7 separate regions of the Mus musculus genome follow, and all the other regions are linked to region 4. The links are chromatin contacts, called in public ChIA-PET, Hi-C, HiChIP or PLAC-seq and promoter capture Hi-C maps. All regions are on one chromosome and are shown on one strand. The core of a region is the stretch at or near the end of the contact, and the rest is flanking DNA. Distances in the headings are between cores, read along the strand shown. Region 1 holds the start of Maco1 (macoilin 1). Region 2 holds the start of Tmem50a (transmembrane protein 50A). Region 3 holds the start of Mtfr1l (mitochondrial fission regulator 1-like). Region 4 holds the start of Nipal3 (NIPA-like domain containing 3). Region 5 holds the start of Hnrnpr (heterogeneous nuclear ribonucleoprotein R). Region 6 holds the start of Zfp46 (zinc finger protein 46). Region 7 holds the start of Syf2 (SYF2 homolog, RNA splicing factor (S. cerevisiae)).

The links. Promoter capture Hi-C pulls out the DNA fragments that hold promoters and counts their contacts. A called contact is a pair of places that touch in the nucleus more often than the background predicts. ChIA-PET counts read pairs in DNA pulled down with a chosen protein or histone mark. HiChIP or PLAC-seq counts read pairs in DNA pulled down with a chosen protein or histone mark. Capture Hi-C pulls out chosen DNA fragments and counts their contacts.
Region 1: a contact with region 4 is called in a promoter capture Hi-C map of pre-B cells, with 2.7 times the contacts expected there. The contact joins the promoter of Maco1 here to the promoter of Nipal3 in region 4. A contact is called at or near these places in 2 of 39 promoter capture datasets (hippocampal neurons and pre-B cells) and 1 of 115 datasets of contacts at active chromatin or transcription factors (memory CD8 T cells).
Region 2: a promoter capture Hi-C map of adipose tissue shows a contact between it and region 4. The contact joins the promoter of Tmem50a here to the promoter of Nipal3 in region 4. A contact is called at or near these places in 2 of 39 promoter capture datasets (hippocampal neurons and neural stem cells), 1 of 484 Hi-C or Micro-C datasets (forebrain), 6 of 115 datasets of contacts at active chromatin or transcription factors (acute myeloid leukemia, embryonic stem cells, large pre-B cells and 3 more) and 2 of 9 other capture datasets (adipose tissue and embryonic stem cells).
Region 3: a contact with region 4 is called in a promoter capture Hi-C map of pre-B cells, with 2.1 times the contacts expected there. The contact joins the promoter of Mtfr1l here to the promoter of Nipal3 in region 4. A contact is called at or near these places in 3 of 39 promoter capture datasets (cranial neural crest, liver and pre-B cells) and 2 of 9 other capture datasets (adipose tissue and liver).
Region 5: a FOXA1 HiChIP or PLAC-seq map of pancreatic cancer cells shows a contact between it and region 4. The contact joins the promoter of Hnrnpr here to the promoter of Nipal3 in region 4. A contact is called at or near these places in 2 of 115 datasets of contacts at active chromatin or transcription factors (bone marrow-derived macrophages and pancreatic cancer cells).
Region 6: a contact with region 4 is called in an RNA polymerase II ChIA-PET map of memory CD8 T cells, with 8 read pairs. The contact joins the promoter of Zfp46 here to the promoter of Nipal3 in region 4.
Region 7: a contact with region 4 is called in a Hi-C map of regulatory T cells, with 4 times the contacts expected there. The contact joins the promoter of Syf2 here to the promoter of Nipal3 in region 4. A contact is called at or near these places in 3 of 39 promoter capture datasets (hippocampal neurons, neural stem cells and pre-B cells), 1 of 15 datasets of contacts at CTCF or cohesin (embryonic stem cells), 3 of 484 Hi-C or Micro-C datasets (cerebellum, forebrain and regulatory T cells), 6 of 115 datasets of contacts at active chromatin or transcription factors (acute myeloid leukemia, astrocytes, embryonic stem cells and 3 more) and 1 of 9 other capture datasets (embryonic stem cells).

Annotation. Positions count from the first base shown.
Region 1 is chr4:134,851,865-134,854,651 of GRCm38.p6, reverse strand. Maco1 (macoilin 1) reads left to right here and starts at 1,307. Exons shown (of 11, transcript NM_025382.6): 1 at 1,307-1,614. The coding sequence starts at 1,535.
Region 2 is chr4:134,913,558-134,916,368 of GRCm38.p6, reverse strand. It overlaps Tmem50a (transmembrane protein 50A), which reads left to right and starts at 1,453. Exons shown (of 7, transcript NM_027935.2): 1 at 1,453-1,480.
Region 3 is chr4:134,534,078-134,536,879 of GRCm38.p6, reverse strand. Mtfr1l (mitochondrial fission regulator 1-like) reads left to right here and starts at 1,493. Exons shown (of 7, transcript NM_029759.4): 1 at 1,493-1,630.
Region 4 is chr4:135,493,088-135,495,924 of GRCm38.p6, reverse strand. It overlaps Nipal3 (NIPA-like domain containing 3), which reads left to right and starts at 1,347. Exons shown (of 12, transcript NM_028995.4): 1 at 1,347-1,495. It also overlaps a transcript of Stpg1 not described here.
Region 5 is chr4:136,309,569-136,312,353 of GRCm38.p6, reverse strand. Hnrnpr (heterogeneous nuclear ribonucleoprotein R) reads right to left here and starts at 1,412. Exons shown (of 11, transcript NM_001277121.1): 1 at 1,265-1,412.
Region 6 is chr4:136,284,678-136,287,512 of GRCm38.p6, reverse strand. It overlaps Zfp46 (zinc finger protein 46), which reads right to left and starts at 1,446. Exons shown (of 3, transcript NM_009557.4): 1 at 1,032-1,446; 2 at 198-441. The coding sequence starts at 303.
Region 7 is chr4:134,929,599-134,932,298 of GRCm38.p6, reverse strand. Syf2 (SYF2 homolog, RNA splicing factor (S. cerevisiae)) reads right to left here and starts at 1,319. Exons shown (of 7, transcript NM_026780.3): 1 at 1,281-1,319; 2 at 1,015-1,119. The coding sequence starts at 1,304.

The sequences.
Region 1 (2,787 bases), core at 58-2,557, 640 kb after region 4:
GACATACACTAAAATGCTTCTGCCAGTAGTCAGGAGCCACCAGTGATTTGCTTCCTATGGCTACTTTCCCACACTTCCCCGGTTTTGCTATTTATTTATTTATTTATTTATTTATTATTTGTTTGTTTATATAAATTGTTGGTACATGTTACAGCCTTGGCGGTCTTCACTTCGTAGACCAAGCTGGCCTCGAGCTCAGCGATCCACATGCCTCTGCAGTGCTGGGATCAAAGTGGTGCGCCACCAACAACGCCCGGTAGTCTTTGCCGCTTAAAAACCAAAACCAAACTTATTTAGGAACTGTGTTTGTGTGGGCGTGCGTGTGGGAGGTCAGGCGGCAACTTGTAGGAGTTCCTTCTATCCGCCCACCACGTGGATTCCCGGGTTCGAACTCGGTCCTCAGACTTGGCAGCAAACGCGTTTCCCCGCTGAGCATCTCACTTGTCTTTTTGCCGTTCCGCCCTCACCGGTAAGCTACAGAGCTAGTGGGCGGAAAGAGCAAACGACCGCCTCACGCAGCCTCTGAGGCCGGGGAGGAGCCCGCGGAACCCTCAGCCTGCGCAAACCTGCGGACGTGGAGCCCGGCCACGCCGCCGCACACGCCCCCGGCAGCCCCGCGCGGCGTCGCGCGCACCCGAGGGGCCGCCCCTCTCTGGTGACGCGAACCAGGGGCGGACCCGCACAGGCCCCGCCCCACCACCTCCGATTGGTCGGCGCGCTGTCACCACGTCGCGGGAAGCTGGCAGGGTGTGTGTGAGTGTGTGTGTATGTGTGTGTGGTTTGCTTTGTCATTCGTGGCCCGGCTGACGCGGCCGGTATGGCTGCGTGCTCGGCTGCCCGCAGAAGGGGCCGCGGCGGCGCTCCCGGGACGCCCTCTTACATAAGGACGCGGCTGACTGAAGCACATGTCAGCGCAAGGTCCCCACACGCAGCGCACCACGCCGTTCGGTTCTCACACGCCAGGCGGGAGCCCGCGGCGCCGCGCCACACGGTGTACGCCGACGTGGGCCTCCCCACGGCGAGACGCAGCCCAATAACCGCGAAGCGTACCTTCGCAACAAGGCATAATATAGGATGTTATATTTATAGGGCCTATTTATAAGCCTCTATTTAACTCTTTTCTGATAGGCCCGGCCACGCGTCTAGGCCTTATCCTGATTGGTGTGTCCTTCTGTCCTTCAAAAAGGCGGGCTTAAGGGTCCGTGTTGCCTCAGCGGGCACCGGGATTGGCCGTGCGCGGCGCGGCGGCGCCTTCGATTGGCTATGCGGGCCGTCCGTCGCGGCAAAGGAGGCGGGGCGGGCGGCTGGCTGGTGCGGGGCGGGCGGGCCCCGGAATTGTCATTTCTTTGTTTCCGAAGGCGGAGGAGGCTCGGCGCCCCCCTCCTGGCCCCCTCCCCCCCGGTGCTGGCTCCATGTCTGTGTGACCGGCCGCAGGGGTAGGATTCAGGCCCGACGCGGGGCGGGCGGGCGACGGCGGCTGAGGTGAGAGGCGGCGGCGGCGGCGCGGCTCGGGCACCGGCCCCCCAGCGGGAGGATGAAGCGGCGGAACGCCGACTGCAGTAAGCTCCGCCGCCCCCTGAAGCGGAACCGGATCACCGAGGGTATCTACGGCAGGTGAGCGGCGGTGCCGGGCGTGGGCCAGCGGGTCCCGGGCGCCGCTCGGAAGGGGCCCGGCCCCGTTATGTAACCCCCCGACTAGGCCGCATGCCCGCGCCGGGGGCTCTCCTGAGGCGCGCCGCCCGCGGAGCGCCGGGCCAGCCAGCCAGCCGAGGGTCCGCCCCGGGCCACGGGGTGTGGCGAGGGCCAGGCGGAGGGCGCGGCGGGCGCGGGCGGGAGCCACGGGGCCGCCGTTGGCGGTGGTGTGTCGGGGGGAGGGGCGGCACCCCCGCGGCCCGGAGCCCAGAAGCCCGGGGGTCCCCAGCAGGCTGTGCGCTCGGTCCCCTACCGAGCCCGGGTCACGCTGGGCTCGGGGGTTGGCTGCCCGAGGCTCGTGGACGCGTGCGGCCGGGCGAGCGAGCCGCCAAAGTTAGGAGCTGCCAGGGGCGCGGGACCCTCGGGCTCGGGGCGGGGCCACGCCGGCTACTCTTCTGCGCTCTGCTGCCTCACGGGGTCCCCACCTTGGCTCGGAGCGCCCAAGGCTGATACCCCCAGATCGTGCCGGTGACACCGCTCCAGACCGCGGCTTTTCTCAGTTCCTCAGCAAACATTCTGACAATTGCAAGCAGATATTTTGCAGGGATTCTCGCCCAACTCAGGTTTGGGGATTTTTTTTTTTTTTTTAAATCCTCTGTTCATGAAGGAAAGTGGTGTCCCTTTAAATAGAAATTGAATCCACTTCTCCTGGACAGAAGGACAACAGGTTCATGGGGCATTTCGGTGACTGTCACAGCTTCCCCAAGCCCAATTTGTGTGCGGAGGTTATTTTCTGGAAATGCCTATTTCCGAGGCGAAGTAATTAGTTTACGACAGAGAGTGCTCAGCATGCGGTTGAAGGCTTTACTTGAGTCCTCTTGGCGCCTTACGGTTTAGGTCTTGCTGTGAATCTTGGAGAAAAATACAGGCGGTAGCTGATGACATCCAAGTTGTAGCATAGCTGTACACCTTACACATGCGGTTGTTTACACGTGTGAAGTGGCTGCCCTCCACAGGCAGGTGACTTACCTAACCATGAAGGGGGATTCTTCAAGTTTAAAAGGAGTAAGAAGTCAAAATCCTAGGCTAGATGATACGTAAGGAGCCACGGATCGCATCCATTCATTCAACAAACGTGAATACTATTTGCTCAAC
Region 2 (2,811 bases), core at 204-2,703, 580 kb after region 4:
CATTTAAAAGTTTTCATTAAGATCTGCATTTGGGTTTGGTGGTGGTGGTGGTGGTAGTGTGGGCCTTTAATCCTGGCCCTTGAGAAGCAGAGGCAGGCAGATCTCTGAGATCAAGGCCAGCCAGCCTGGCCTAGAGAACAAATTTCAGGAAAACTAAGGCTACACAGAGAAACCATGTTGGGAAAAAACAAAAACAAAAGCAAAAGACCTGGAGAGATGGCTCAGAGGTCAGAGGTAGAATGTCAACTTAGCATGGGGAGGTCCAGAATAGCAACTAAAGAAATAAATGCCTACATGCACACACATGTGCACACACGCGCGCTCACACACACACACACACACACACACACACACACACAGGGCTGGGGGAGCACTGCCTGACCTTGAGACATTAACCAGTCTTTAGCCAGTCACAATAAACCTTTAATCTCTAGGGCTAAGAAATGTGTCCATTTAAAAATAGGTCCTGGAGTTGCTGGAAAGATGACGCGATGATTCAGAGTGCAGGCTGTTCTCTCGACGACCCAGGTTCAGTTCTCTACACCCACACGGTAGCTCACAACAGCTGTAATTCCAGTTCCAGGCACCTCTTCTGGCCTCTGCCAGCACAGTGCACAGTGGCGCACAGATGTGCATGCAAGCAAAATACTCATCATGTAAAACATGTAAAAGTTAAATAGGTTATGGGTCTAGAACCTGGACTGAGTGGTAGAGCCCTGGGTTCAGGCACAGTCGGGGGGGCGGGGGAGGAGGGAAGGGGGGTTGTGTGGAGGGGGTATTGTATAGTTTCAAATACTAATCAGCTAATTCCCCCTCTCAACAAAAGCTACATAGATTTCATGCTGGGGACCGGAGAGATGATCCCTCCTGCAAGGCAGTGAGCCACCCAACCACCTTCTGTGCCACAGGCTCCTGACTACCTGCCACCCACGTGAACATGAGATGACAGCAGGGCCATGCCAGCCCTCTTAAAGTCACCATCGGGCCGGAAAAATGGCTCAGCAGGTAAAGCAGGTACTTGCTGCTAAGTCAAATAACCTGAGTTTGATTCCTGGGACCCATATGACGAAAGGAAAAGAAGGACCACTCTTGGAGGGTGGGTGATCTGTCTGATCTCTACACAATGACAAGAAGAATACATTTTAAAAAGTGTAACAACAACAACAAAACCAAACAGTACAGGTGGACTGTTGCCTCCCTTCCTTGGTCCCATCCCAGAAGACAGGCTCCACTCTAGCATTTCTCACAGTGACAAGGGAGTCCGGGTAACCCACAGACTTGTCGGCGCGGTGGGCGTGGCCCATAGGCTGCACCCCAGGGATCCGCCCTTCGCTCTCGATCCGCATGCGCACTGACTCGGGGGCGGACCGGCACATCGACATCCGGGAGTCTGATTGCCTGTGGCTGTTTTGTTTTCTTGCAGAACTGGAGTAAACCGAGGCTACCAAACGCGCCGCGACTCCCAACTCCGGACTTGGACGTGAGTGCGGACGGGAGGGCGGAGCAGCGGGCCGGGCTCGAACTCGCGGCAGTGGCCGTGCCCCAGCTCCTGGACGCCGCCGCCGCCGGGGCTGAGATCCCGCGACCTGCGGGGCCGCTTCCTGTGGCGGGGACTCTTCCCCAGAACTGTGGAGCTGGGCACGCTCATCCGACGGTGGCGCGTCGGGGTTCGGCCCACGCGTAACCGCGCCCTGTTCCTCCAGTCTGCAGGGCGGGTCTGCCTTTGAAAATGTCAAAGAATTGTGCAACGAAAAATGGACTCGGGTGGGCCATTGGGGGAACCGACAATTACACATAGTGGGTTGCTTTTCTTTCCAATCATTAGATAAAAACGAGTGTATTTTCAGACCCGAACTCATCACAAAAGTCTATCAGTTTTTCCCTTTAGCTTGTTTAGAGGCGGCTAAAACTGAAATCGCCTTCCTTAGGGAGTCATGTGAGATCTGGGGTGTTCACTGTGAGCGAGTTGTATTTAATTCAGGTTTTATCTGTGAAATTAAGATGAGTTACGTTTCTCCGGCTGGGTCTGCACAGCTGAACTTGAAGGAGGAGGGTTTTATGGGATTTAAGACAATTTCGGCTGACCGTGGTAATTTGACTGCACGTTCTTTATTTAAGTCTGAATTCGTTTCAGGCCTGCCCTTTTTTGTGGGGAATGTACAAACAGCATCAGTAGCAGAGTTAGGGATAGTAAGATGAGTGCCCTTTACAAAGTAATGACATCCGAAGGCAGGCTTGGTGAAGGGACAAATAGTGGAGAAAAAACGAAATAGAAATAAAGCCCGAAGTTGAGCCGTTCTCTTCTTAATCTGGGCATGAAAGACACAGATGTAGGATAAAATGTGCAGATTCCTAGAGGAAGTATTTTCCATCCAAGTTTACATTTTTACCTTAAAACCAAAGTCTATCATGTCCTTATTATTAAAATCAAATAGGAACCTTTAGTAGGGAGCTTAAGGTTTAGAAAGCAGCTGTGGAGGGCTAAGCATCATTGCCCTCACTTAAAGAACTAGTGGACTTGAAATAATAAAATGTGACATCTTTGAGGAGATGTCATTTTTGTGACAGTACATTTTTGTTTAAGGTTAAGGTAATCACCTTCATTCATATTATGTAAATATGCTAAGACCATCCTGATTTTGTTTTGTTTTCTTGTCTTAATTTGTATTTATTTATGAGTGCTGTGCTGCCTGTACATCCGCAGGCCAGAAGAGGGCGCCAGATCCCCCTATAGATGGTTATGAACCACCATGTGGTTGCTGGGACCTCTGAAAGAGCAGTCAGTGCTCTTAACTGCAGAGCCATGTCATC
Region 3 (2,802 bases), core at 244-2,743, 960 kb after region 4:
CTGTCTGGGGCTGAGAAAAGAGAAAAACAAACCTGGGTATTCCCCGTAGTTAAAACACTCCTGGGAACATCTTGACCATAAGATAAAGAGGAATGTGAGGACATAACAGGGCTATCTGAACTGAGTCAACAACTCACAGAACTCTGACACCCTGCACGTACATGTAATTTTTCTCCTGATGTTTGAATAAGCCAATAGTGTGTTGCTATGCTGAATTCCACACCCCTAAGCCCCTTACCCCATAAAAACCCCTAGCTTTCCAGCCTCGTGGCCGACATCCGTTATCTCCTGTGTGGGATGCATGTCGGTCCGGAGCTCCGTAATTAAACGACCTCATTTAATTCCATCAAGATGGTCCTTCGTGATTTTTTGGGTGCACACCGAATCGGGAATTGAGTGGGGGTTTCCCCACTAGGTTCTATCAGTGGCTTTGTCGCTGATAGACTATCTGACAGTGATACCCAACAATCAAAAAGGAGCTGAGAAATTCCAGCTATCTATCTTGGCATGTGCCCTACCGGTGTTTAGAAGTAAATGTCTACAATTGTGATACAACTTCCCTGGGATTTAGCACAGTTGCAACTGTGCAGGTTTTTGTAGCCTGGAGCAATAGGCTTTACCAATTCACCTAGGATGTAGTATATTCTGTAGGTGTGTGTACGTACTCACTCTATAATGTTTGTGTAACTCAGTCACCTAAGGACACGTTTCCCAAAGAGTACCCGTTCTTCAGCAACATATAACTGTAATTTCCAGAGGACAACAATAGAGAAATAAAGCATGTATGGGTGTAGTAAGGCAGGTCTGGGCATAATGCCCATTGTGACTGCACAAAGCTGTCCACCCACGAATCCAAAAGATTTGTCCCTGGCAGGTGGGGATTATAGGCTTTGGGAGAACTGGTGAGTCAGGCAAAGCCACGTGCAGAGAAGAAAGTGTATGCCCATTAACTGGATGCCATGGAGACCGGTAGAAAGAGCGACCTTGAGAGCTTTGGTGTCTCCGAGTGCCATCAATCCACCCATCTCATTAACAGACTGAACTATGCTGCACACGTGTGTACGTGTATGAGCGTGTGTGAGACAGAGAACTTTAAAATAGAAGACAGCTATTCCGAAGCACTGGAGGGCATGCCTGAAAGGCGAAAGCAGCCATTTTTGCTGGGGGATGTATCTGGGGGAGCATGAAATGGGACGAGGGTCCAGACTAGATAGGAAAGGCTGAAATGCCAAGATGAGAGGATTCGGAGATCTGCAGCAGGAGTATGGACTATTTCCAGTGCTGAGCAGCAACACTGGCAGACTACCGCTTCCCAGAAGTTTGTTGACACTAAACACGGGAAGCAACTCCTACGGCAGCAACTAAACTTGGGAGGAAAACTCCAGCGGGATGCGCGCACAGACTTCGTGCCCTCCCCCGGAGGGGTGAGGGCGTGGCCCGGGGAGGGGTGTGGCCTCCTGGCCGGTCTGCCGTCCACTCAGAGCCCGCGTCCATTCCGGGCCCCTCTCTAGGCCCGCCTCTCCTGGGCGTGGTGCTCGCCGCGCAGCTGCAAATGATTGCTTCCGGAGGCGGGTCAGCGGAAGTGAGGGACTTCGAGGCCGGGCCGCCCGCTGGGGTAGGAGGGGCTGAGGTGAGTGTGGCGCTGGAGTCCGGGCTAAGCCCGATGCGGGGTCCCACAGGAGACGGGCTCGGTGAGCGCCCTGGGCCGTCGCCGGCGTCTCCGTCCCGGCGCAGGGGAGCACGCGTTCCCTGTTCCCGTGCAAGTTCTCGCGGGAGTCGCCGCTGTCTGCCCCCCTCGGTGAGGGCACTGGTCCCCAGGCGTAGTTGCTGGCCGTGTCACCCAGCGGTTGGGGTCGCCCCAGCCGTTGGAGCGCGGTACGCCCCGGGCCGCGCGGCGTATCTGGGACCTACGCCGGCCTGGAGGCTACTGAGCGGCCCGGCCCGGCCCGCGGGTCCAAGGGCCGCTGGACGCGCGGTAGGAACTTGGCCGACCTTGGCCCGGGCCGGGTCGCCGTCGCGGGGGTGGGGACCCGTCGTTGAGGGCGCAGGGGGCTGCATCTTGCTGGCCACCGGCGCCTCGTGAGACCCTCGCGCGCTCTGCCCGGGTGTCCGCCGGGCACCGCTGGGCTAAAGTTTCTCCCTGGCCCAGGACCTGCCGGGTCGAGGCGCTCTCGGAGCAGAGAGGGTCTGCCGAGAGTGGCCGCACGGGAAGACGCGGGCACGGCCAGCGCAGAAGGAGCTGCGGCAGCGCCGATGTGCGGAGGGAGAGCCGGGGCTGCGGAACCGGCTAGAGCGTCTAGCGGGCACGCGGGGGGCGGGGCCTCGAAGCCAAGTTAGTGTCGCCTACAGCGGTTTCTTAAAAGCAAGCCAAGTGCTTACAGCGGCTGCCGGAGGCCGGGATATGGGCCGTTCGGTTACTTCCATTTCTGTTTTGAGCACCCTCGGAAGGCGATCCAGGCTGCCACGGAGTGAACTGCGAACCCCAGGCTGCCAGGGACAGAGTGATGGATGAGCTGGGTGCTGAGGGACTGAGATAAGCTGGATAAGTTGGGTCCCACAGAGGCAGTGGTATAGACTGGGGCACAGATAGGTGTGTTGGGAGCTGGTAGCCCGGTAGTAGCATGGCCCCAGCAGAAGACTAGGGAGTGAGTATGGTCGCAGATCGTGTACTTGCCAAACTGTATTAGAGCTTGGTCTTAAGAGAGCTGGAAGATGGGGTATATCCTGCTGGCAGGACTGTGGAGTCTAGAAGAGAGTTGAAAGATTTAAACACCAGAGTAATAGAACCGGCAGCTTGTTAAA
Region 4 (2,837 bases), core at 98-2,597:
GCGGCAGGCAACTGGCTAACTAGCCAGGGGTGTCCTCTGTGTCTTTAATGTGAAAAGCTGTTGACCAATCGTTGGAGACGTTTCAAAAACCAACAAAAAAAGCTACCAGAATTTTGGGGTTCGGATTGACAATGCTAAGGAGAACCTGTTAGGCAGGGAACTAACTATTAGGGTTTTTGTTTCTGGGGTTCAGTTCCCTTTTCTTGTTTGTTTGTTTGTTTGATTGTTTCGGTTTTGTTTGGTTGTTGGGTTTGTTTGGTTTGTTGTTTTTGTGACTCATCGAAGGAATAAACCCAAGTGTTCCTACCCATCCATCCACACCCTGAGTGTGAGAGCAGAAAGGTCGATGACATAATTCCCCAAGGGCAACCGTGCAGTATTCCAAGAGCCCCTTACCCGTTTCACCGCAGCCACAGTGCCTAGCCACAGCCCGGCTTAAACCCACCAGCGTCTTCTTTAAAATTATGGGATAGTCCCCTGTTAGAAACTGTCTCCCGCTTGTTCCTCAGATCACATCTCCTGCCACCCACGCCTCAAGAAAAAAAAAAAAAATCTCGCACCGACCCAGTTGGTCTTTGGGCATCTCCCATAATACAATATGGCAGCTCCATCCTCTCTTAAACTCTCCCTCCCAGTTCTACCGCGTTTCCATCGCTGAGGTCTCCCCAATGTCATTTCCTCGTAAAACCTGTGTGATCTCAACATCTCCCCCAGAGGTTGCTGTGCGGCTCTGGACTGAACGGCGCGTGCTGAAAAATGAGCGCGCTGGAAGCTCCACGCGCAGGTTCATGCTCACAGCCGAACCCCTGGGAAACAGCAGCGGGCGGGGGAGGGGTGCGGGGGGGGGGACGGGACTACTAGGATGATTGACAGCCTACCGGGGCTGCTGAGCTGCAGGCGTACCGGGAAATTAAGGACGCAATACAGCCAACAGGTGGGACGCAGGCGCAGGAAAGAAGGGGTACGCACGGTCCCCGAGACGTGTCAGGGCTCTGCTGGGTTTCGATACTGGAGCTACCTGATGGAAGCAGCAGGGGCGCCGCCCGGGACGGTCGGTGGCAGTTAGCGCAGACTGCGGGGGGACACCAGGCGGGCTGCTTAAGCCCAGCCTACTTGTCCGGCAGGTGGAGGTGAGCAGCCATAACTTGGGGACCAAAGCAGCCCGGACTTCTTCCTTTGGCCGCTAGAGGGGACTCCTCCAGGTGAGTGTCAGGTCGCCCCTACGCTTCAAGCGAGCTTGGCGACGCAGCCAATTATTTCAGGATGTCCCGCCCATCCCCTCCCGACAACCACTCGCCTGCGCAGAGGCTTCGCCAGCTTGGGACTGGCAGGCAGTGTAACAAATCAAGTCTCCACCTTTGAAAGCAAAACACTGCAGCCCCTTGGAAACTCGGAGCTGGGAAGGGATCCAAGAGGCTGTACCTAGGGGTGGCACGGAGTGTCCGAGTCGCTTCTCCGGAACCTGGGATAGGTGGATCTAGAAGGAACGTCCCGGGTGAGTCACGGTCATGACTGAGGGAAGGGGTACTTGAAATCAGGCTTGCTGTTTTGATCCCCTAGTATAAATATAGTCTCCCTTGTTGTTGCCAGCCTTGTCAGTTTGGGTTCTGTTGCCTCCGATTTTTTTTTTTTTTTTTTTTTTTTGTCTCTTCCATATTTTCAAGGAGGGTGGGCACGGGTTTGCCTTAATGAAGGAGATGCTGGGCGTTACCAGATGAGGAAGTGGAAGGCCAGTACTGCCGGCTCCAGCGTGCAGGAAATAGCCGGTGCGACTGGCAGGTGGATGGAGGGAGCTCTGTGCTTGGTACTGAAACAGAGGTGTGTCTCTCCGAGAATGTCACCCCTCAGTGCTCAAAAGCCCCGGGAAAGAAAAGCTTGGCATGAAACCGACGTTCTTTGGTCAAACTGAATCGTCAGGTGGTGACAAGACCTCCATGCACGCACGCGGGGGGGCGCGCGCGGACACACACACACACCCTTGTTTTTAGTTACAGCCAATTTCATGGCCGCGAGGCTGTTATGCTCGCTGGAAGACTTGCTCGGTGGGGTTAACGGAGTTATTCATTTAGATGAGGCCGGGGGATTCGAGTGGAAGCAAGCACTTTGTGAATTCTCTTGGGTCAGTGACCATAAACTGTGACTGTGATTGTCAACACTGGCTTGGCTGTGTGCCTCTTGGACATATGTCAGCCTTGGACCAACAATAAACCATCACCAGGCCAAAGTGTGAGCCTTATAAGGGAATGCAACTTACAGAGTCCACGGAGGCTTTGGGGTGATGCTACACGGCAGTTCAAGGAGAATCTTCCTCCCTCTGTCTTTGGGTATTCAGAGCTCTGGGGGTTCCCTGGGTAGAGAGGGGAGTTGAAGCTACTGTTTAAAAGCCAGTGACTCAACACACACACACACACACACACACACAGAGGGGTGCGGTGGGGGGAGACAACCTGCTGTCCTCCCTAGCTGGTTCCCAAGGCCTGTTTGCATTTTCTGACATCCTGTGGGTGGGGCTGGGTATATCTGTTTGTGGCCATGGGTTCTGAGTAAGGCATTCTTTTTTTAAACCACAGTGTATCATGGGCATTACATTTGGTCGAGTGGGCATCTATGCAAGTTACCTTGCCAGGCTCTGAGCTAGGTTTCCAGGAACAGCAGAGGACCTGACAGGTGCCTTCAATCCAGGGCCCCCTCAACTCCAGGCTGGAAGCAGCCCTAGGTCTCTCCCAGGTAGAAGGAGCTCTCGAGCACCCCCATATTAACGATGTCAGGACAGAGATACAGACATTTAACACAGAGTTGCTTTCACACACATGCAGTCTAATCCAAGAGTAATTATA
Region 5 (2,785 bases), core at 163-2,662, 820 kb before region 4:
AGACATTTATGACTACCATTGATATCAAAACTTTTAAAATGTTCAGATTTTGTCAACTTTAACCTAAAAAAAAAAAAAAGGTAAAATAGACTCTAGGAAATAAATCCTTCGGATCAAGAGGGGGGATTCAACAACAATGCCACACAGCCAAACCATATTTCTGGATGCAGCAAATATTCTAACGTGACTGGAACCCTTTGACACAAACATTTTTGCAAAAAAAAGAAAATTACAAAATAAAGTCATTTAAATAAGATTTATAAGGACCGCTGGGAGACTCGGGAAGTCAGTACTAGCTTCTCCCTGACTTGTGGCGAACATCTCTAAGCAAAATGTTGAGAGACGGGCTTTTAAAAGAACCAAGGAAAGCTAACGGTTATCTCACAGCTCGGGAGTATCAAGCCTTTAATCACTACGACTGACTCCTGACACATTCTGCTTTTAAAGGGCAAGGGGGGGAAAAATCCCAAACAGGTAACGAGAAAGGACTGAACCTTTCAAGAACCCCTGGGCTTTCGTCTTAAAATTCTGGCCACATGGCTACTACCGTGTAAGAAAAAGAAGCGCTTTTCCAAACTGGAGCGCCTATGACATTCTCAGAATTACCTAGCTCAGGCGCCGCTCGAAACCAAGTGTCACGGCCTCTTAGTAGTCATTTTTTCCTTCAAATCCCGGCTCGAAGCATGCAGGTTGGGGATCGGGCGGGAGGCACCCCCCATACCTCGGCCCCTCGGCTCCGACTCCCGTAAAAGTTTGCTCCCGGCTCAGGTAACCCTGGGACTTGCACCCCGCCCTCGGCTCACCCCACCCCCTCGGGCGCGACCCGGTTATCAACACATCCCACAGGCCGCCGGGCGAGAGGCGGGCCAGGCCTGACCGCAGGCCTCGGGGGCAAGCACCGGGGTCAGGGGGAAACGCCTGAAACCCTTCGCCCGGACCGGGGCCGCGGACAGCGGCGGGCGGAGGCGGGAAAAAGCACCGCGAGACCGGCAGGCCGCACGGAGGACAGCGGACCGAGGGACCGGGGCACCGGAGGGGCTGAGAAGGATGAGCGACAGAGAGAGGAGGCGCCGCGGCGGGACTCAGGCCCGCGGCTGCGCGGCGGGCCGGAGCAGAAGCCGCCCCCGGCCCATCCCCACCCCCACCCTGGGGCCTCGGAGCAAAGACCCAAACTGCAGGCCAGGGCGCCGAGCCTGGACCCGGCCGAGTCCGGTCAGACCGGGACTCCCGGCCCCTCCCCCCCACGGGCCAGCGCGAGACTCACCAGGGCAGAGCTGGGGGCTGGCGGCCTGGCCCGTGAGAAGCAGCGCGAGGCGCTTTGAAAACGACAAGAAATGGCGCGCGCGCCACCCCCTCCCCCCCTCGCATGGACCGAGACGCGATCCCGGCAGCACGCGGGGTTTCCCGGAACTGCTTCCAGGGACTCCGTGCGGCCGACCAATCGGCCCACGAGACCGTATGACGGGCAGCTTGACGGGCCAATAAGAGAGAGGGGAAAGCGGCCCTCACGTCGGGGACTCCGAGGACCAATCGGTGTGGCCGTCGGGCTGAGCCAATGAGGGGTCTCAGCGCCACTGGCTGCGGCGCCTCCGGGGCGGGGGCATGCACACAAAGGGGTCTGTTGGTGGGAGCCCCTGGTAGTGGCGAGGCTGCGGGGCAGCGGGCCTTGCGTGGCCGAAGCTCCTCCCTCTTCTTCTACCACCGTTAAGAGGTTGAAAAATCTAGGCCTCCCGCCGCGTGGCCACCTCCGGAGCCCCGCCCCCTCGGGTCCCGGCGGCCACGCTCCGCAATGGCGCTGCTACCCCGCGCCGGAGTCCCTTATCTCCAATCCTCCCTCCCGCCGTTCTGAGCGTTAGGTCCCGAGCACACCCCATTCGCCACACGCTGGGCTCCATCAATAGATCATCTTGGCTCTAGTCAAAACACAACTTCAGGGTGACTTGACTCGTGTCGCTGGAGATTTCTCTGTAGAAAAGCATCCCTTAGAATGACTGGAGAAACTGCCTGTTTCCCTCCTTGGCTCTTCTCCTCACAGAATAACGTGGATCTGACTCAAGAGTGACGCTAACAGAAAGCAGGGACCCTTCGGAGTTTGGAGACTAGAGTAGGTAGGGTCACTGGATCAACGACTGAAAGCCAGGCAAGCGGGCAAAGGGTTCATTTCCAAGAAACTAATACCTGTTATTCATAAACCTCTCACCTGTCACTCCTGTCCCAACACTACCTCAGTGAAGAAGGTCAAGGGATCTGCTTCCAAACATATCTGGAGATCATGTTTCTCAAATCCTATAAACCAAAGTTTATTGTTAGTCTACCCATGCGTTTTTGAACGGACATGTGCAAAAGTGCACTTGATACGAACTTGATGGCCAATGTAGTAGTGCTGGGAGGTGGGGCCGGTAGTGGGAGGTGTTTCGGGCACTAGGACTCCACCCTCAAAGCATTAAAGCCGACTGATAGGCCTCCAGGCTGTGAGTTTGATGCCTGACTCTAGATCTTCTCTGCATCTTTTGCGCTTCCAGCGTAGGGAGACGGCCCTTATCCCCGCGTGCTCTCAATGTTGGACTTCCCTGCTTCCAGAACTGTAAATTGTAAAGCCTGTCCTAGGGGCTGGAGAGACGGCTCAAATGCAAGTTTAAAATCCTGACTGTGGCCCGGCAGTGGTGGCGCATGCCTTTAATCCCAGCACTCGGGAGGCAGTCAGGCGGATTTCTGAGTTCCAGGCCAGCCTGGTCTACAGAGTGAGTTCCAGGACAGCCAGGGCTATACAGAGAAACCCTGTCTC
Region 6 (2,835 bases), core at 197-2,696, 790 kb before region 4:
CGGCAGAAACTTTACTTTTCATTTAAGACTGGGAAACACGGATCTTCCCACACTTAAAGATTTGAATGAGCACCAAAGCAGGTAACTAACCGTGTGGTTTTCCTTAACAACAAACAAGGCTGTATCGAAAAGACCTAAGCCGTTCTGACAGTTTCAAAACCCCTAAGAGGTAAGACAAGATAAAAGTCCTCACTCACCCAGTGAGACAACATTTCCGTAATTCTCCTGCATCACATCCCTGTAAAGATCTCTCTGTGTAGGATCCAGAGGTCTCCATTCTTCCCGAGTGAGGTACATGGCCATATCTTCAAATGTCACAGGGGCCTGAAATCACACAACGCTTCCTCACTACTTGGTATCTAGGAGTTTAGAACCAGCTTTTCTTCTTGAAATTAGAGACATGGTTAGAAATGTCGAGAAGGCAGTGGCATTAAGTCTCATCTGTAGAGTCCGAAGGAAAAAAAAAATAATAAAGAAAGAAGAAAAAAAGACATGTGGTCAAAAGACAGGGGCAATCTACTAGCTTCCCGCTCAGGCCGTCCCTGCCCACTTTGGACCCTTACATACAAGGCTCTCCTTTTCTTAGACCAGTGAAATTCTCGTCTTTATGGCCCAGTTCTAGAGCCAACTGCTGTTCTGTTTCTCCCCACCCTTTATCACTCTTCGCTCCATCCTTGGACACCACATCTAGAATTAACCACTCCTCGACTTACTATTTCCCACACCACAATACGTCCTTGCTCAGGCCAACAGAATACTTACCATATCGCATCCAGGTTAACCGGACACACCGTTCTCCCTACAGATTGTTGGCAAGAAGGGTACCACCCATCTTGTTTGGTTTTATTCTCCTCAGTATTTAGTCTTACAGTGGGTGTTCTATATATGCTTGTATATGGTTATATTAGCCAACTCGAAGCCCGTATACTAAGCAGAATAGCAAAATGAGCTTATCCCAGGGAATTTCCTATAGGGGTTTGCAGACGGGGAAACACCGGGCAAGATGGGTAAGCAGAGCCCTCGGGGCTTACCTGAGTCCCAGACATGAGCAGGGTGGCTGCCATCTCGGGCTCAAGCGTTCGTCTCCTGGGAGAGAGAGAGCAGGAAAACCAGCTAGCAGACAACGTTGAAGGAGGCGAAAAGCAGGACGTGAGGCGCGGCAAGAGGCCCTGCCCACTACTCCCTAGGGCTGGAGTTCTGGTCGCAGGGTATGAGGGGAAGGCCCAGGACTGGTCACTCTCCTCTCTGACTCCCGAAGAGTCACCCACTCTCCGTGTCTCGGTTAATATCGAGTACGTGCAACGTTAGGGTAGGAGAGGGCAGGCACTGGCTGGGTGCCCCCTAGGCTGGGGGGTCAGGCCGATGCAATTCAAGGGAGGAGGCTTTCAACCCAGCCCATAGAACGCCTCTGCTCTGCCATCTCCGGGCTGGGACCTTTCCGGCAGCAATCCCAGCCAATCAGCGAAAAGAAATCGTAAAATATCTGACCAATCAGAAGCCAAACCATCAGCCCTCCTCCTGCGGCGTGGCCGGGTAGCTCCATCACGCGTGCGCGCACCTCGCGGCCTGACGGGACTTGGAGTTTCACTCTGGCGTACAAAGGCCACTTAGCAGCCAAGAGCAGGGGAGGGAAAAGAACAAAAGGGAAGAGACAGGACCGCGACCTTCAAGACCAGTGAGAATACCCCCACACATACTTTTTTCTCGGAAACCACAGCACGACTCAGCAAAGGAAGCGTCTGTGTTTTTTTTTTTTTCTCATGGCCCTACGACCATCTTTGAGTCATATATTATCCGCGAGGTTAGATTGAGTGTGGAAGCTCGGGCTGACCTCAGCTGAGATCACCCCTCATTTGACAGCCCAGGCCAGAGCGGGAAAAGGCTTCTTTTCCCTCCCTTGGGAGACTCCCTGGCCGGGATGGAACTTTGGGCCCCGCCCACGGACTCCCAACACCGCCTGAAGCTCTCGCTTTCTGGATACTGAGAACTACAACTCCCAGTAGGCCTTCCGGCAGTCACAACCCACCCCAGACTACATATCCCACGAGGCCTCGCGTCCCCTGTCCGGTGCTGGAGTGCTGTCCGCGGCCCGGCCCAGGGTGTTCCAACGTTAACCCTGTAGGGAGCGTCTCGAGCTCTTTTATAGAGACGGAGCTCAAGTGCACCCATCTAAGTCGCCAAAACATTGAAATCAGAAGCGGGGGGGTGGGGTAGGGTGTGTAGGGAAATAGCTGGCCCTGGAGTGGGAGACTCAGGGACTTGGTACTCTTGAGGGTGTCTCTGCTGAAAGGAATCTTGGAGACCTCCCAACATCATGAAAACCTTAGGCCTGCGACAACCTGGAGTCCTAAGGATGCTAGTAGTCTCTGTTTCAAAGAAATCACAAAACCAGATTAGGACAGAACGGACAGGCTTACCTCCTGGTCTGTGGTCGCTGGCTCCTCAGAGATCTAAAGAGGCCTGACGTTCAGAAAGGTTCTAGATATCACCAGCAGATTCCAGAGATCTCAGGGCCATGAATAGAAATCCGAATCCATGGATTAACAGGCAAAGGGCAGGGTTTGGTTGTAGGATGAGCACAAAGCTTCAAGACTGCAGAGACTGTTCTATAGCTCCGGGAAACAACAATCTCATAAACAGATCTCCGAGGCCACAACAGCTGGCCAAGAAACATCAGCGTTGGCTATGCTGCATTCACTCAGAATCCTCCAAATGGAAGGACTTGTAGCCTTTCCTTTCCCTAGCGGGGATGAAGGAATTAGACAATGGAAGGCGAGGGCTAAGCAAAACAGGGATTCTGTGTGGGGAAGAGCTCCCAGCTTGCTGTAGCCTTGG
Region 7 (2,700 bases), core at 70-2,569, 560 kb after region 4:
AGTTTGAGGCCAGCCTGGTCTGGTCTACAGAGTGAGTTCCAGGACAGCCAGGACTATACAGAGAAAAACCCTGTCTCAAAAAAAAAAGACAGGAGCTGGAGAGATAGCTCAGCAGGTAAGAGCACTGACTGCTCTTCCAAAGGTCCCAAGTTCAAATCCCAGCAACCATATGGTGGCTCACAACCACCTGTAATGGGATCTCACACTGTCTTCTAGTATGTCTGAAGACAGCTACAGAGTAATTTTTGTAATAAATAAATCTTTGGGCCGGAGAGAGCAGGGGTGACCAGAGCAAGCAGAGGTCCTAAATTCAATCCCCAAATACCACATAAAGGCTCACAACCATCTGTACAGCTACAGTGTACTCACATACATAAAATAAATAAATCTTTAAAAAAAAAAGAGATCAAGACAAAAACAAGTCAAGCAGGCTGAAAATCTTGGCAGGTGCTAGAAGGGAGACAGTAAGAAGATATAGCATGCCTTTTGAATTATAGTCCAAGAAAACAAGCAGGTTCAGAAAAAGGGTCAGATGACCAAGCAGTCACATAAAGAAGTGAGAGGGAGCTAGCTTCTGGGAAAGAATGCTAATGTTGAGAGTGACTCGCCAGCCATGCTTACGATTTGAGTAGACATCCAAACAAGAGATGGGAAATAAGTTATACTTTTTTGAGTCTGAACTCGGAGAAAAGGGAAAGTGTGTGCTCGCTGTTTTTAAGGTGAGAAAGGTCTGATTACTATTTCTAACCAATTATTTCCCTAGATGAAAAACGAAGAATCATGGAACAAGAGGAAAAACCTAAGGTACACCCGGTAATGTGGGTGTGGCCGGGTGGAGCAGGCGGGTGGGGCTTTTGACGTGTGTCAAAGCGATCTCAACCCGAGTCCAGACCCACCGGCGGGCGGAGATCTGGTCCCGGGGACGCCGGGTCCGGAGATCTGGTGCGTGGTGCGCCTTCCTCCTCCTGCTCCTCCAGCCCTACTGCCAGCCTGGCCCGCAGCCCCGCCACTCACCCGCTTCAGATGCAGCTCACGGAACTTGCGTAGTCTCTGCTCCCGCTTCTGCGCCGCCAGCTCCTCGGCCGCCAAGGGCCTGGCTTCCGCGCCATCCGCGGGGACCTGCGATCATAACCGGCTTCAGGCTCGGCGTCTGCCAGGGGCCACGGCCCAGGCCTGGGCCCGGCACCCTGGTCTCCCCGGGAGCCGCACCCGGATCCCACCCATGTCCTCAGCCCCGGCGTCTCCCGGACTGACACCTACGCGAAGCCGGTGATACTCACCACAACTTCAGTCACAGCCGCCATTACAGCCTTCTCTCTACTTCCGTCAACAACGCTGAGCACTTCCGGCGGCCTCTGGCCCGCGGCCCAGACTCAAGCCTTCCCGATGGCGTCAGTTTCTTCCGGCCTCTCACGCTCCTTTTAGTGGGAGGGACTGACGCGTGGTATGGCTATGCGCAGGCGCAAACGGGGCGGGGCGGGGGCGGGGCCCGGGAGGGACGACAAGGATGAGGAAGTGCTCCGAACCTGTCACCACATAGAATGGGACGCCTGGTTGGGGACTGCGTATCCTGTCACCAGCTCTAAAGAACCTTGTCTCTCTTGAATTTAATCCGCATTAAGTCCCTTCCATAGAGTAGATAATTTGCTGATGTTACTAACTGTAGAAGAGCAGGGCGGGCCCCATATCGTTCACTCTCACATTCCAGCACCAGAGCAACTACTAAGGTCACTAAGATAATTCGGGAATAAGACAGGGATATATGAAACGTGTACCTTTCAAAATCGACGACTAATTAATTTTAGAAATGAAAAAGCCATCCCACGTGTAAAAATAGCTGGGTACAAATCGGCTGTGGTGGCATTCTCCTAGCGTCTCAGCCGGTGGAGGCAGGAGAATATCAAGTATGAGGCTTGCCAAGGCTACACAGTGACTTCTAGGCTAGCCAGTGCTATAAGACATGGGATATCTAAAAGCTTAAGCACTGGCAAGAAAAAAATGTAAACTGTGGGCAATTCTCTTTTGAGTCCCCCTCCCCTGTAGGAAGCTACTTCTCAAGCTTAATAAAACTTGGCTTGCGCCTGGCAGTGGTGGCACACACCTTTAATCCCAGCACTTGGGAGGCAGAGGCAGGCGGATTTCTGAGTTCGAGGCCAGCCTGGTCTACAAAGTGAGTTTCAGGGCAGCCAGCCAGGGCTACACAGAGAAACCCTGTCTCGAAAAACCAAAAAAAAGAAAGAAAAAGAAAGGAAGGAAGGAAGGAAGAAAGAAAGGAAGGAAAAGAAAAGAAAAATCCTGTCTCTGGATTAAAAGAAATGAGTGAGTTACTTGGCTGGAAGAAGTGAGGCAGGTGAGTTGAGTCTAACTAGCACACAAAATCCCCACAAATCAAATGGAAGGCAATACATACCTCTAAATGAGGAAGTTACAGCCGGCCTATTTCTTTTTTTATGTATGGGGTTTTAGCCTGCATCCATATATGCACCACCTGCATGCCTGGTGCCGACGGAGGTCAGACTAGAGTTATGGTGGTCCTGAGCCACCATGTGGGTTCTGGGATGGAAACATCTTTCCACTACAGCCAGTGCTCTTACCTACTGAGCCATCTCTCCAGTCTGTGCATTTCAGTGTAGCAGCCAGGCTTTGAATCTACTGGGACTAGTTTCAGGCAGTTGATAAAATGTGTGCCAGGAACCAAAC